Linked DNA regions of Mus musculus: regions 1 and 2 are each linked to region 3. The links are chromatin contacts, called in public ChIA-PET and HiChIP or PLAC-seq maps. All regions are on one chromosome and are shown on one strand. The core of a region is the stretch at or near the end of the contact, and the rest is flanking DNA. Distances in the headings are between cores, read along the strand shown.

What was found. ChIA-PET counts read pairs in DNA pulled down with a chosen protein or histone mark. HiChIP or PLAC-seq counts read pairs in DNA pulled down with a chosen protein or histone mark.
Region 1: a contact with region 3 is called in an RNA polymerase II ChIA-PET map of memory CD8 T cells, with 8 read pairs. The contact joins two enhancer-like sites. A contact is called at or near these places in 3 of 39 promoter capture datasets (hippocampal neurons and liver) and 2 of 115 datasets of contacts at active chromatin or transcription factors (bone marrow-derived macrophages and memory CD8 T cells).
Region 2: a contact with region 3 is called in an H3K4me3 HiChIP or PLAC-seq map of bone marrow-derived macrophages, with 4 times the contacts expected there. The contact joins two enhancer-like sites. A contact is called at or near these places in 2 of 115 datasets of contacts at active chromatin or transcription factors (bone marrow-derived macrophages and embryonic stem cells).

The regions. Positions count from the first base shown.
Region 1 is chr4:134,749,250-134,753,363 of GRCm38.p6, reverse strand. It overlaps Ldlrap1 (low density lipoprotein receptor adaptor protein 1), which reads left to right. Exons shown (of 9, transcript NM_145554.2): 5 at 2,910-2,982; 6 at 3,322-3,405; 7 at 3,897-4,027. Among named protein-coding and RNA genes, the nearest start is that of Ldlrap1, 17 kb to the left of the region's middle. Within about 2 kb of position 2,858, at least 104 of the 459 cell types and tissues checked have an H3K27ac peak or open chromatin away from gene starts, as enhancers often do. A contact at or near this core is called in bone marrow-derived macrophages and memory CD8 T cells, where this site is marked.
Region 2 is chr4:133,904,134-133,908,070 of GRCm38.p6, reverse strand. No RefSeq gene overlaps it. Among named protein-coding and RNA genes, the nearest start is that of Rps6ka1, 18 kb to the right of the region's middle. Within about 2 kb of position 2,685, at least 31 of the 459 cell types and tissues checked have an H3K27ac peak or open chromatin away from gene starts, as enhancers often do. A contact at or near this core is called in bone marrow-derived macrophages, where this site is marked.
Region 3 is chr4:134,360,871-134,364,774 of GRCm38.p6, reverse strand. It overlaps Extl1 (exostosin-like glycosyltransferase 1), which reads left to right. Exons shown (of 11, transcript NM_019578.2): 3 at 87-194; 4 at 1,573-1,692; 5 at 2,060-2,192; 6 at 2,368-2,474. Among named protein-coding and RNA genes, the nearest start is that of Extl1, 9.7 kb to the left of the region's middle. Within about 2 kb of position 2,149, at least 115 of the 459 cell types and tissues checked have an H3K27ac peak or open chromatin away from gene starts, as enhancers often do. A contact at or near this core is called in bone marrow-derived macrophages and memory CD8 T cells, where this site is marked.

The DNA.
Region 1 (4,114 bases), core at 1,609-4,108, 390 kb before region 3:
GACTTAAAAATACAAACTTATTATGTCCTCACTGTTTGCTTCTTCCTCCCCACGGAGCGCACCAGGCAAGGCCGCCGGCCCTTGACCATTGTGCAGGCGGGCACTCGTGGGAGGGGCATTAGCACGGGAAGCAGCTCTCTCCGAGGTGTGAGTGAGGCAGGACAGGCCCAGGCCCAGCCATTCAGAGGGAGGCCTGAGCCAGAGGACAATACACAGCCTGCCCCAAGTTAGCAGACATTGCTGACAAACAGAAGCCAGCTACCTCGCTGCTGTGGCTAACGGAGCTGCATGGGATGGGGGCAGGACTCTTGCTGGACACCCAACTGTTGATTGTCTGCACGGCCTGGCTGTGATGTGTCTTCCACCCATCTCTACCTTTTGTCACCCAGGGTTCCCAAGTCACTCTGGTGTGTTATAGTTAGCTCTCAGGTTGCAAGGCATAGCACTGAGGGTCAACAGAGTGGATGGCCTGTAGGCCTAAGATTTCCTGATTATCTGAAGGGTTTGCAGGGATGAGTTGGCACCCTTGGCTCTGTCCTCCCTGTTGGCAGTTGTCGCCAGTCAGTGGACCGTGCTCTGCTGAGTCTGTGGAGGAGGGACTGGGTTTGACACTGAGTTCAGGACTTGGCTCTAGGGTGGAGGTTTTTGGATCTAGAGGTCAGGGAGCTGCCTGGAGACTGGAGCCTTAAAGGATGAATAGAGTAGTGACCAGGAAGGAGTGTGCCAGGCTGAGGGGAGAGATGTGAGGAAGGAGTGCAGCTAGCTTACGGATTGGGTGTGCAAAGGGTGTGCAAAAGCCTAACTTGATGTGGGCCTGAGGACCCCATCAGGGAGCCAGGCAGCGGCACGGTGCGGAACCCGGGGTGCAAAAGTGGTCCTCCTTGAGTTTTTACCTCTCCTTGCCGGCCAAGCAAGAAGGTTGGGCAGGGGTCCCTTCTGGGTCCCTCACAGCCCAGCCCAAGACCTCCCTTCCCTGGTCTCGTTTGGGCATGACCAGAGCATCAGTGTGAGGAAGTGGTTCGGTGTGCTCAGGTAAGAAGCCTCAGCTCTGCGAGCGAGCGCGGCCTCTATGCTCAGAAGGGGAGGAGTTTAGGCTCACCACGTAGGCATAGGCTGGGACACCCCAGTTCTGTCTGGCCAAGGGACAGAGCTGTTTCCTCCACGTAGACCTTAGTATTCTTTGTACAGAAGTTAACGTGGGAGCCAGGTAAACCCTGGCAGGGCTGATAGTGAGCACAGGGCGTGTGTATGCTGCATGCCTGCCCCTCTTTGACTTATTGATGAGGCCTGCTTCTGGGGAGCAAGATAAGGATGTGGACAGTTGGGCCAAGTGGAATCTTCTGGCTAATAAGACAGACAGATCTACAGCAGAGGTCCCAGGAGGGCAGCACAGTGGCCTGGGGAATACAGGTCTTCCCTCTGGGTGTTCCCGTGACACATCGATGGGGAGGGGTCCCTGGGAAAGCAGGTCACCCCCAGGCCTTCCCAGCCCAGCCCTGCAGCTACCTGCCCTTATTGCTTCACATTTCAGCTCCGGTTACATGTTTACTACGACTTACTGTACCCGGCAGAGGGGCAGGAAGGCAAATGAACCAGATTTATGTAAACAGCATAAACCTCTGTCCCCGGGTTACTGCAGGTAGACATAATGGCGTTTCCGTAGCCGTGCCACATGGGTGACCAGCCCTTGCTCCAGAGTATAGTGCTCTGACTTGGGCTGGTAATTAGCCCATATTTTTAGTTCATGGGCAATTCTCAATGGTAACTGGGTCTATTAAACTCGATTCAGACGTGACAGCTTAAATTGTAAACAGCTGTGAAGAGTTTCATACTTAATTACCATATTTAAGTTTTACCATAAAGCATCCGTACTTCCTTCAAAAATGTAAATGACGGAGACATTCAAATGAGATTTTATACTTTGTGAGGTTTAATTGGCGCAGATCAGTCCGTTTGGAGAGTTCAAAAAAATTTTTTTTAAAAGAGTTTTGAAGGCGGTGGCCACAAATTTATTTCTCAATTAAATCGAGTTGTCTGGTGGAAGCTGCTCAACACTGAGCTTGTTCTGCAATTGAAGGAGTGTGGTGCCCTTCCCTGCACTCCCAGCGCCGAGCCGGTTACCACAGGATGGGGCTAACAGGAGACTGTAGCCCCAATCAGGACCTTAGACACCATCGCTGTCACTTGAGGGCTCTGTCTGAGCTGTGGTTCTCTCCTCGATTGTAGGAAACATACACATTGGGATGTAAGCCTATGAGATAGAGACACTTCCACCAGCAGATTCCAGAGGGAGGTGGGCAGGTCTGTAAAGCCCTGTGTTGGTGACAGAGGTGGCGCCAAGGCACCCGCTCATAGGCTGGTCATGTGCTAGATGGCTTTTGTTCCTAACCCTTGCCAGCATCTCGATTGTGCTACCTCCTACTTTGCTGGGGGGGGGGGTGTCAGTTTTCAGCGGCTGGCACCCCCAAATGCCCTGTAACCCTGAATAGTGGGACTTCCACTATTCATTAGTAGTTCATTCAAGTATGGTTAGGCTCTTCGCCTCCTGTCTTCTGCTACCTGGTCCAAGAGTTCTGTGAGTGTAGGGAATCCTCAGATAACCCAGGAGGACTTCCCAGAAGAAGTAGCCCTCACAGTTGGTTTAGGTATGCCTGAAGAGGCAGGTGGTGAGCAGCCATTGTTGGAGGGACTGGACAGGAAGTGCTTCAGTAGGTTTCAGCTGCCTCTCCAGGCTGTGGCTTCATTATGCCCTAGGCTGTTTGTGGGAAATGAGAGAGCTAGGCCCCTGCCCCCTTCCCTCAGCCTTTCGGAGCTTGGCATGGGGTGGGCACCCCCTCAGCCCTCCAGTTCATACTTGCTTTTGCTGGCTGACACTGCACCCATCCCCACCCCCATTTCCTGTTTTTCAGGCCCAAGCCGTCACCCTGACTGTAGCCCAAGCCTTCAAAGTTGCCTTTGAGTTTTGGCAGGTGTCCAAGGAAGGTGAGTCTTCCCCCCCCGGGCACTGTGAGTGATGTGGGAAGGGACAGGTTCCAGGCAGGCGTCAGACCCAGGCTGACCCCACCCTCATCTCGTCCTGGGTTTGTGGTTCTGAACAGGTCCTGTTACTTCTCTAAGCCTCAGTTTCCCCATCTGGACAAAGGCCGTCTTCCCCCTCCTTTAGAGTGTTTGGGTTTAAGGGAACCCTGGAAGGTGTTGCTCCTCTTTGATGGCGACCTCCGCCTGCCTCTGAGCATACTCAGCCTGCCTCCTCCCCAGTGGCTAATTGGAGACGGTGGTGTCTGCTTTAAGGGCTCAGCAGCTCATGCCTTGATCCCACAGAGAAAGAGAAAAGGGAGAAAGCCAACCAGGAAGGAGGAGACGTCCCAGGGACCCGACGGGACAGCACCCCCTCACTGAAAACCTGTGAGTCTTGGGCACCAGGCTTGCCCTCTACCCAGGCCTTCCCTCCTGGACTCTTGCTGTTTCCTGTTCTGTTAAAGTCTGCAACACAAGTGCCTTGTCGGGAGCTAAGAGGTTGCTGTGCTTGCTCGTGCGCGTACCTGGGTGTGCCCTAGGAATACGCACAAGTGCATATGCGCTCCTGTCTGCCTCAGAGCCCGGTAGACATCCCAGCCTACTTGGTGTGCTTTTGTGCATTCAGTTCCTGTTAGGAATTTGCAGGTTCCAGGTCTGCCCTCTGGGGCCACAGGTCCTCTCTAGCAAGCAACTGCCCTGGAGCTCCAGGTGGAACTGGGTCCGGGTGGGGATCCAGGTGATCAGGGTCCTACATCTGGACAAGGTCAGAGTCCGAGAACAAGTCAGGACCAGTATAGTGCAGGAGTACCAGAATGCTTGCAGAGGCCAGAGGGGCTGTACCTCCTTTCTTCCTAATGTCCCCAACTGACTCCCCCTAGTGGTCGCTACCGGGAACCTGCTGGATTTGGAAGAGGTGGCTAAGGCCCCGTTATCTACAGTCAGCGCTAATACCAACAACGTGGACGAGACACCACGGCCTCAGGTCTTGGGCAACAACAGCGTCGTCTGGGTGAGTAGCTCTGTGGCCTGGGCATGGTTTGGGGATCCAGTGAGCTTTAGCCAGGTCTCTGAACGAGCATGGAGTGGTTCCCAGGTC
Region 2 (3,937 bases), core at 1,436-3,935, 460 kb after region 3:
CCCACTCAGGAAAAGCTGCTGGCAGAGCAGGGGTGGCAGAGCAGTGGCAGAGCCAGGAGGGTTAGCGACTCAGAGAGGGGAGACTAAGCAGGGCATTCTAGAACTGCTCTGGCAACTTGGGACGTGGAGGAAGTCTTAGGATTCTGAGCATCTGTCTGCTGCAAGATGCCCTGGGTAATGCCAGCCCTGCAAACCCCTCAGCCTCCCGTGCAGGCTTTTGCCTCTTGTCTGTGCATTTGAGCTTAGATGGGTTATTAGGGGAGGAAACCGGACCGGTTTATTTAGGCATGTGAACTTTGTACTCTTTCTCTAAAAATTTATTTTTTTTCTTTTAGTGTGTATGAATGTTTGCCTGCATGCATGTAATTGTATTGTGTGCATGCCACGTGCCTGTGGAGGTCAGGAAAGGGTGTCAAATGCTCTGAAATGAGAGTTACAGACAGTTGTGAACCACCACATACACACTCCTAAGCACACCCACTCATCTGCACGCAAACTTCTACACACACACCCATGCATATGCATAAATAATAAATACATTTAATTATTTTTAGAAGAAGAAGAGAAAAATAACTGCTGGAGCCAAGCATTGTGGTTCATGTTTGTAATCCTAGTACCTGGGAGACAGAAGCAGGAGGACCAGGAGTTCAAAGTCATCTGTGTTGGTATAGCAACGGATCTGTCCTCGCCCAGCCCCCCCCCCCCCCCAAGCCACCAAATACACACAAAAGAGAAACCCAGAGAAGCTTGCTGCTTTGCCGGTTCTCAGTTTTGTGGTCAGGGGGGACTCTTCCTGCCCTCTTTGCTTCCATTGCAAAAATGCAGAACTTCTCTGTTTCTTAATCTGTGTCTTCTTGTAACTTCATTTTATTCTTAAAGACAGGATCTCTCTGTGTTGCCTTAGCTATCCTGTAACTCACTCTGTAGACGAGGCTGGCCTCCAACTCACAGAGATGCACCTACCTGCCTCTGCCTCCTGAGTGCTGGGATCAAAGGTGTGGGCCAACACTGCCAGGCTTCTAATTTCCTTTCTTATTTTTAAAATTCTTTTCCATTTTTGTTATGGGTCTGTGTACACGAGTGTGGGTGCCCAAGGAGCCCAGAGGTGTCAATCTCCCTGGAACTGGGGTGACAGGCAGTAGTTATAAACTGCCTGATGTGGTGCCAGGAACCAAACTTTCAGATCCTCTGTAGGAGCAGTAGCTACTCTTAACCGCCGAGCCCTCTCTCGGCCCTTGTTCCAATTTCTTACTGACTTTTGACTTTTAGTTTGTTCTTTTGTTTTTTTGTTTTAACTTTTTTTTTTAAAGATTTTATTTAATTAAAGTATATGAGTACGCCTGGAGTGGTGGCATGCCTTTAATCCCAGCACTTGGGAGTGCTGCAGAGGCAGGCAGATTTCTGAGTTGGAGGCCAGCCTGGTCTACAGAGTGAGTTCCAGGACAGCCAGGGCTACACAGAGAAAAAAACCCTGTCTCGAAAACCAAAAAAAAAAAAAAAAAAAAAGTATATGAGTACAATGTCATGTCTTCAGGTGCACCAGAAGAGGGCATCAGATCCCATTACAGATGATTGTGAGACACCTTGTGGTTGCTGTGAATTGAACTCAGGACCTCTGGAAGAGCAGCAGTCAGTGTTCTTAACCGCCGAGCCATCTCTCCAGCCCCTTAATTTTTTTTTTTTTATTTTTATACGTTTTCTTTTTAAAGATTTATTTATTTCATGTATGTGGGTACACTGTCGCTGTCTTCAGACACACCAGAAGAGGGCATCAGATCCCATTACAAGTAGTTGTGAGCCATCATGTGGTTGCTGAGAATTGAACTCAGGACCTCTGGAAGAGCAGTCAGTGCTCTTAACCACGGAGCCATCTCTCCAGGCCAACTTCCAACTTTTAGTTTGTTTTTTTGTTTGTTTGGTTGGTTGGTTGGTTGGTTAGTTGGTTGGTTTTGGTTTTTTGAGACAGGGTTTCCCTGGCTGTCCTGGAACTCACTCTGTAGACCAGGCTGGCCTCGAACTCAGAAATCCGCCTGCCTCTGCCTCCCAAGTGGTGGGATTAAAGGTGTGCGCCACCACTGCCCGGCCTACATTTAGTTTTAAAAACCTTTTTTCCTGTAGAAAATGTCTGGTGTCCTCAGCCTGTAATCCCAGCACCTCAGGTGTTGAGACAAGAGGGTTGCAAACCCAAGTCCAGCCTGGGCACAGAATGAGTTCGGAGGTCAGCCTTGGCATCTCAGTAGAACCCTGTCTTAAACTAAGAAGAGGCTGTCCAGCTCAGAGGGCAGTGTGCTCCTCTGCTGTCACAGGTCTTCACTGTCAATTTGACTGGCTTTAGAATCTCCTAGGAGACCCACCCATGGGTGTGTTTATGCGGGCATTTCCAGAGACCTTTCACTTAGGAGGGAAGACCCTCTTTGATGTAGTGACACAAAGGAAAAGAGAAGATAAAATGCTACCAGCATCATCTCTCCCCACCACTCCCCATCCCCCCACCTATGTCACCCCCATTGTCACTTGCTATGCCACCTATTCCCCCACCCCATCCCCTACCCATTCCACCCACAAACCCCACCTCCCCACACCACTCCCCCCACCACCAGAAACCCCCCACATCTCTACCCCCACGTCCCTCTCCTCCTTCCTCCCTCCTTCCTCCTCTGTCCACCACTTCCTCACTGCAGACACTGTGCAACCAGCTAGCTGCCCAGAGCTCTTCCGGCTGGCTGTACCCTTCAATCAGCATCTTGTGAACCATGAGCCAGCAGACGCTCGCTCGCCATTAAATTGCTTTTTGCTAGTTCCTCGGCCATGGGAATAAGATGTAACTAATCTAGAGTGCTTGAGGCCCTCAGCTCAGTACCCCGTGCTGGGAGAGAAAAATGTCAACATCCCATCACATTAAAGAAAACTTAATCATTTGCCTCTCACCTTCAATAAGTATGAACATTTTTGCAAAATTTTTTCCCCTTTTGGGACTAAAATCTCTACAGGTCTGCAAAAAGAAAAATCAAAAGATTTTCCCAACCTCCTACTTGTCTCCTCTTTTATTTTAAAAAGTATCATTAGTGCTAGCAATATTTCAGGGTCTCACATAGCCAAGTGCTCTTAACCACTGAGCCCTCTCCCCAGCCCTCCCCACCCACTTTTACACGAGAGCTCCAACAATCAATCTAACTCAGCTCCCCGAGCTTGCTCTACCAGCTGAGCCATCTCACTTTTTATTTGTTCCCAGTGCTCTTTACTTGTGGAAACACCGAGGATTTGTCCCATCAGAGTTGCCATACTGTAGAAAATTTGTTGTTTCCTAGAAGTGTAGTTAAACTTGCTCTTGTGCCTTAGATTTCCAGTAAACGAAAAGTCATTTCCAGAGACTTGGTTAGAGGGGTTTAATGTGTTTGGCAACAGTACTTCATCGGCCACCGTCATCTGCACTTCAAGTGCTGTTTGTCATTTGTTTTCCAGACAGGCTGGATGGATTCTAGCCTGGCCTCAGACTCCCCTTAGAGGAGAGGATGACCTTGTATTCCGATCCTCTCGCCTCCACCTGCTGAGGGCTGGGGTTGTAGGTGAACACCACCATTCCCATTTGATTCAGTACCAGGGATAGAAGCCAGGGCCTCCTGCGTGCTAAGCAGCACTGTGACATCTGAACTGAATCTCCAGCTCGGTACACCCAATATTACAGCAAATCTGAAGTGCGTAATGTTTTAGCTGACATATTCTATTAGCTGACTAATCTGAGGCCTTATTGATCTCTTCCTTATAGAAGTCTCCGTCGGCCTTTCCCCTATTGGCTTTGCCGTCCACTAATGAGTCATTATGTTGTTAGGCATTGCCAAATGGTGATTTTTCTTACTCACGTTGCACTCATTACCTGGATAATTCTTCCATAAAAATGAACTTGTCCTAAGTATTTTATTCTCATGAAATACAGTTT
Region 3 (3,904 bases), core at 900-3,399:
CCCTTAACAGGGGGGCTGATGGTGGCCTGGGGTGGTGGTGAATGTGTGCAAGCGCTGGGCTCCCCAATGACTGCCCTGCCCCCCAGGCCGGCTGCATCCCCGTGCTCCTCAGCCCCCGCTGGGAGCTGCCTTTCTCTGAAGTCATCGACTGGACCAAGGCAGCCATCATTGCTGATGAGAGACTCCCACTGCAGGTAGCTCAGGGTCTGTGTCATGGTGGGGGGGGGGAATGTCAGGGGAGGGACCCCAGGATCTCGGCCCCCTTCTAGTAGTCATTCTTATACCTATTGCTTCCCTCTAGGGCAGTCATAGATGTAGTTGAAGGGAAGGCTCTAGAGGGTGCTGAGAGCAAGTTCTGAACCACTTTCTTCCTTGGTTTTCCCATCTGTATAATGGGATAAGTTAGATCTCTAGGGATCATCTGAAAGTAAACAGATAAGATGCCATGTCTCTTCCATCTGATGAAATGAATGTTGCCCAGGCCAGAAGCATCTCTGTGAGCAGCTGTGAGAAATCTGGGGAGCTGGGTGGAGAGAGGCAGGAAAGAGAGCAACGGCCATGCTTTAACTGGGGGCCACACCTACAATCCCAATACTAGGGTGTGGTGGGGGGGGCAGGAGATCAGGAGTTCAAGGTCATTTTCAACTACATAGCAAGTTTGAGACCAGCCTGGGATCCTCACAAAAAGAAACAGACACAGGAACATGGGCACGCGCGCGCGCACGCACGCGCACACACACACACACACACACTCTCAGAGAGTCTCCACCAAATGGACATTTCTAGTTGAGTCTTTACAACCACATGTGAGGGAGATGGTTTAATGCACCCATTCCACAGACATAGAAACTGAGGCCAGGAGGCTTTGTAACAGCTACTGTCAACCCCTCTTCATCTTGGTGTTTTAGATAGGGTCTCATCCAAGCTGACCTCAAACTCCCTATGCAGCCCAGAATATCTTGAACTTCTTATCCTCCTGCCTCTAGCTCCTGAATGCTGTGATTACAGGCACGTGTCAATGGTGACAGTTGAGGTGGTGCTGGGGATCAAGCCCAGGGCTTTGTCCACCCTGTGCTGTGTTGGCTCTTTGTCAACCGAGCCACATCCCCAGCCACTCCTACCTTTTCTTTTCTTTTCTTTTCTTTTTAAGATTTATTTTATTATATATAAGTACACTGTAGTTGTCTTCAGACACTCCAGAAGAGAGAGAGACAGATCTGGTTACAGGTGGTTGTGAGCCATCATGTGGTTGCTGGGATTTGAACTCAAGACCTCCGGAAGAGCAGTCAGTGCTCTTAACCGCTGAGCCATCTCTCCAGCCCCACTCCTACCTTTTCTGTTTTGTTTTATTCTCTATGTAGCCCAAGCTGGTCTTGAGCTTAAGATCCCCCTGTCTCAGCCTCCTACATGCTAGGATTTACAGGTATGTGTCACCTCAGTGTCACTTAAAACCAGCTGTGTGACCCTGAACACAGGGTACACATCACTAGAAGCTTCCAGACTCCGGAGCTCTGGGTCGGGCTTTCTCCTAACGGGAGTCTCCTCTCTTCTTCCCTCCCTCTGTGCCTCCAGGTCCTGGCTGCCCTCCGTGAAATGCTCCCTTCGAGGGTCCTCGCCCTGCGCCAGCAGACCCAGTTTCTGTGGACCGCTTACTTCTCCTCGGTGGAAAAAGTTATCCATACCACCCTAGAGGTGAGGGGGGTGGTTCACCCGCTGTGCCCGAGAGAATGGCAGGACCCCACAGTTTTGTCTGTGTGAATGAGGAAAAGAAGAAAAGCCATGACTGTCACCTGATTCCCACTCCGGAAGTCACCGCTTCTGGTCTCTGGCTACTCAATTAGGGCTCTGTGCCCAAGTCTCTCTTCTAGAAGCCTGAAGGGAAAGTGCAGGGCTAAATGCCCCTAGTAGTCATCTCCGCCCACATCCTTCTCTTTAGGCCCCGCCTCTCCTCAGGCCCCGCCTCTCAGGGTCTGCCCTTCCTCAGGTCCCATCCACAAGCTGCTGTCTGAACCCCACACACTAGCCACTCCCCCCTGTGAGCCACATCCTCTTTCCACAGATTATTCAGGACCGGATCTGGGGTGCATCAGGTCACCCCTCACTGATGTGGAATAGCCCCCCGGGAGCACTCTTGGCGCTGCCCACATTTTCCACGAGCCTTCAAGACTTCCCCTTTTATCATCTGCAACTGGGTACGTCCTGGGCATCGGACAACTTGAGGTAACCCCAGCTTTCCCCAGATGAAGTCTCCAACTTCATCTGCAGACTCTCAGACTCCATCTCTTCTGGTTCTTTGGGGTTCCCCAGCAAAGGTCGCTATCCAAAGGGTTCCACCTCCCTCCTAACACCCGTGTCTCCTTTCTCCAGGCTCTGGCCCTGGGAGCAGTTTCAGCGCCGTGATCTGGGTGGGAGCCTCTGGAGAGTCCCTGCTGAAGCTCATCCAGGAGGTGGCAGGTTCTCGGCACTGTGCCCAGGTCTGCCTCGCTGAAGGCCGGGGTTCTGGGATCCGGGGTGAATGCAGAGCAGAGCAAGGGCCTAGATGACCACACAGCCGGGGGAAGGCACAGGGACTGTTTCTAAAGATTCTTGCTGACTTCAAGTCTCAGGTTTCTTGTTCTTTTTCCAAACACCATCAGAATTGGTGAAGCCCTTGGAGAGCTGGTGCCTCATGGTGAGGCTGGAGAAAGAAGCATTCATTCATTCATTCATTCATTCATTCATTCATTCATTCTCTCACTCAGTGGTCACTTTGGGGCCAGGCCTGGGGCTTCCAATGCTGAGGACCAGAGGACAGGCAGGAGAGGAGTCCTCTCCTTGATTCATACTGCCAGCGGTTCCTAGTACCAACACCGCCCAGTCTCACTTCCAGAGAACACAGGTTGCCTGCTAGGTATGGTCGCTCCTGTTTGTAATTCTAGCCCTTGAGCTGAGGCAGGAGAAATTCCGAGAGTTAGAGGCAGGCTAGCCTCGGGCCACATGGCAAGATAAGGCCAGCCAAGATCACACAAGAAGATCCCGCCTCAAAAGCAATAAAACAAAAGAAAATAAAACAACAAACAAAAACAGGGCTGGAGAAATGGCTCATTGGTTAAAACTACTGCTATCTTGGGGAACCCAGGTTCAGCTCCCAACACCCACATGATGGCTCACAACCACCCGTGACTCCACTTCCAAGCAATCAGGTACCTCTTCGTACCTCTGAGGGAACCAGACAGGCATGTGGCTCACAGATTTGCAGGCAAAAACATTCACGCACATAAAGTGACTATCAATCAAAATAACTACTCCTCCCACCCCCAGGAGAATACAGGTGGCTCTCAGAGGAAGTTGCTAGGCCAAGGTGCAGAGGGAACCTCTGCAGATGAGGTGTGGGCTGAGCAGAGCAGGAAATGACAAGGAGAATATAGGCCTCAGAGAGCAGGAGGGGGACTGCGCCTGAAGTCAGAGCCCAGAGCTCAGTGCAGTGACACGTGACTTTAATCACTGCACTCCAGAGGTGGAGGCCGACTGACTAGGAATTCAAGGCCAGTCAGGCTCACAAGGTGTAAGACAGCCAGAGCTACACAGAGAGATCCTGTCTCAAGGGAAAAAAAAAAATCAGAACCCAGTCTAGGACAACTACACACACACACACACACACACACACACACACACACACACACACACAATTTTTTAGATGGTTTTATTATTTAATCCTGGTTAGTCCTGAACTCAGAGATCTGCTTCCCTCTGCCTCCCAAATGCTAGAATTATAGGTGTGCACCACAACCCCCTGTCTCAGCCTGGGCTCTTGCCTACCATAAGGCCAGAGGCAAGACCAAAGGTGGTAATGATTTATTTATTTTTATTTATATGAGTACACTGTAGTTGTCTTCAGACACACCAGAAGAGGGCATGAGATCCC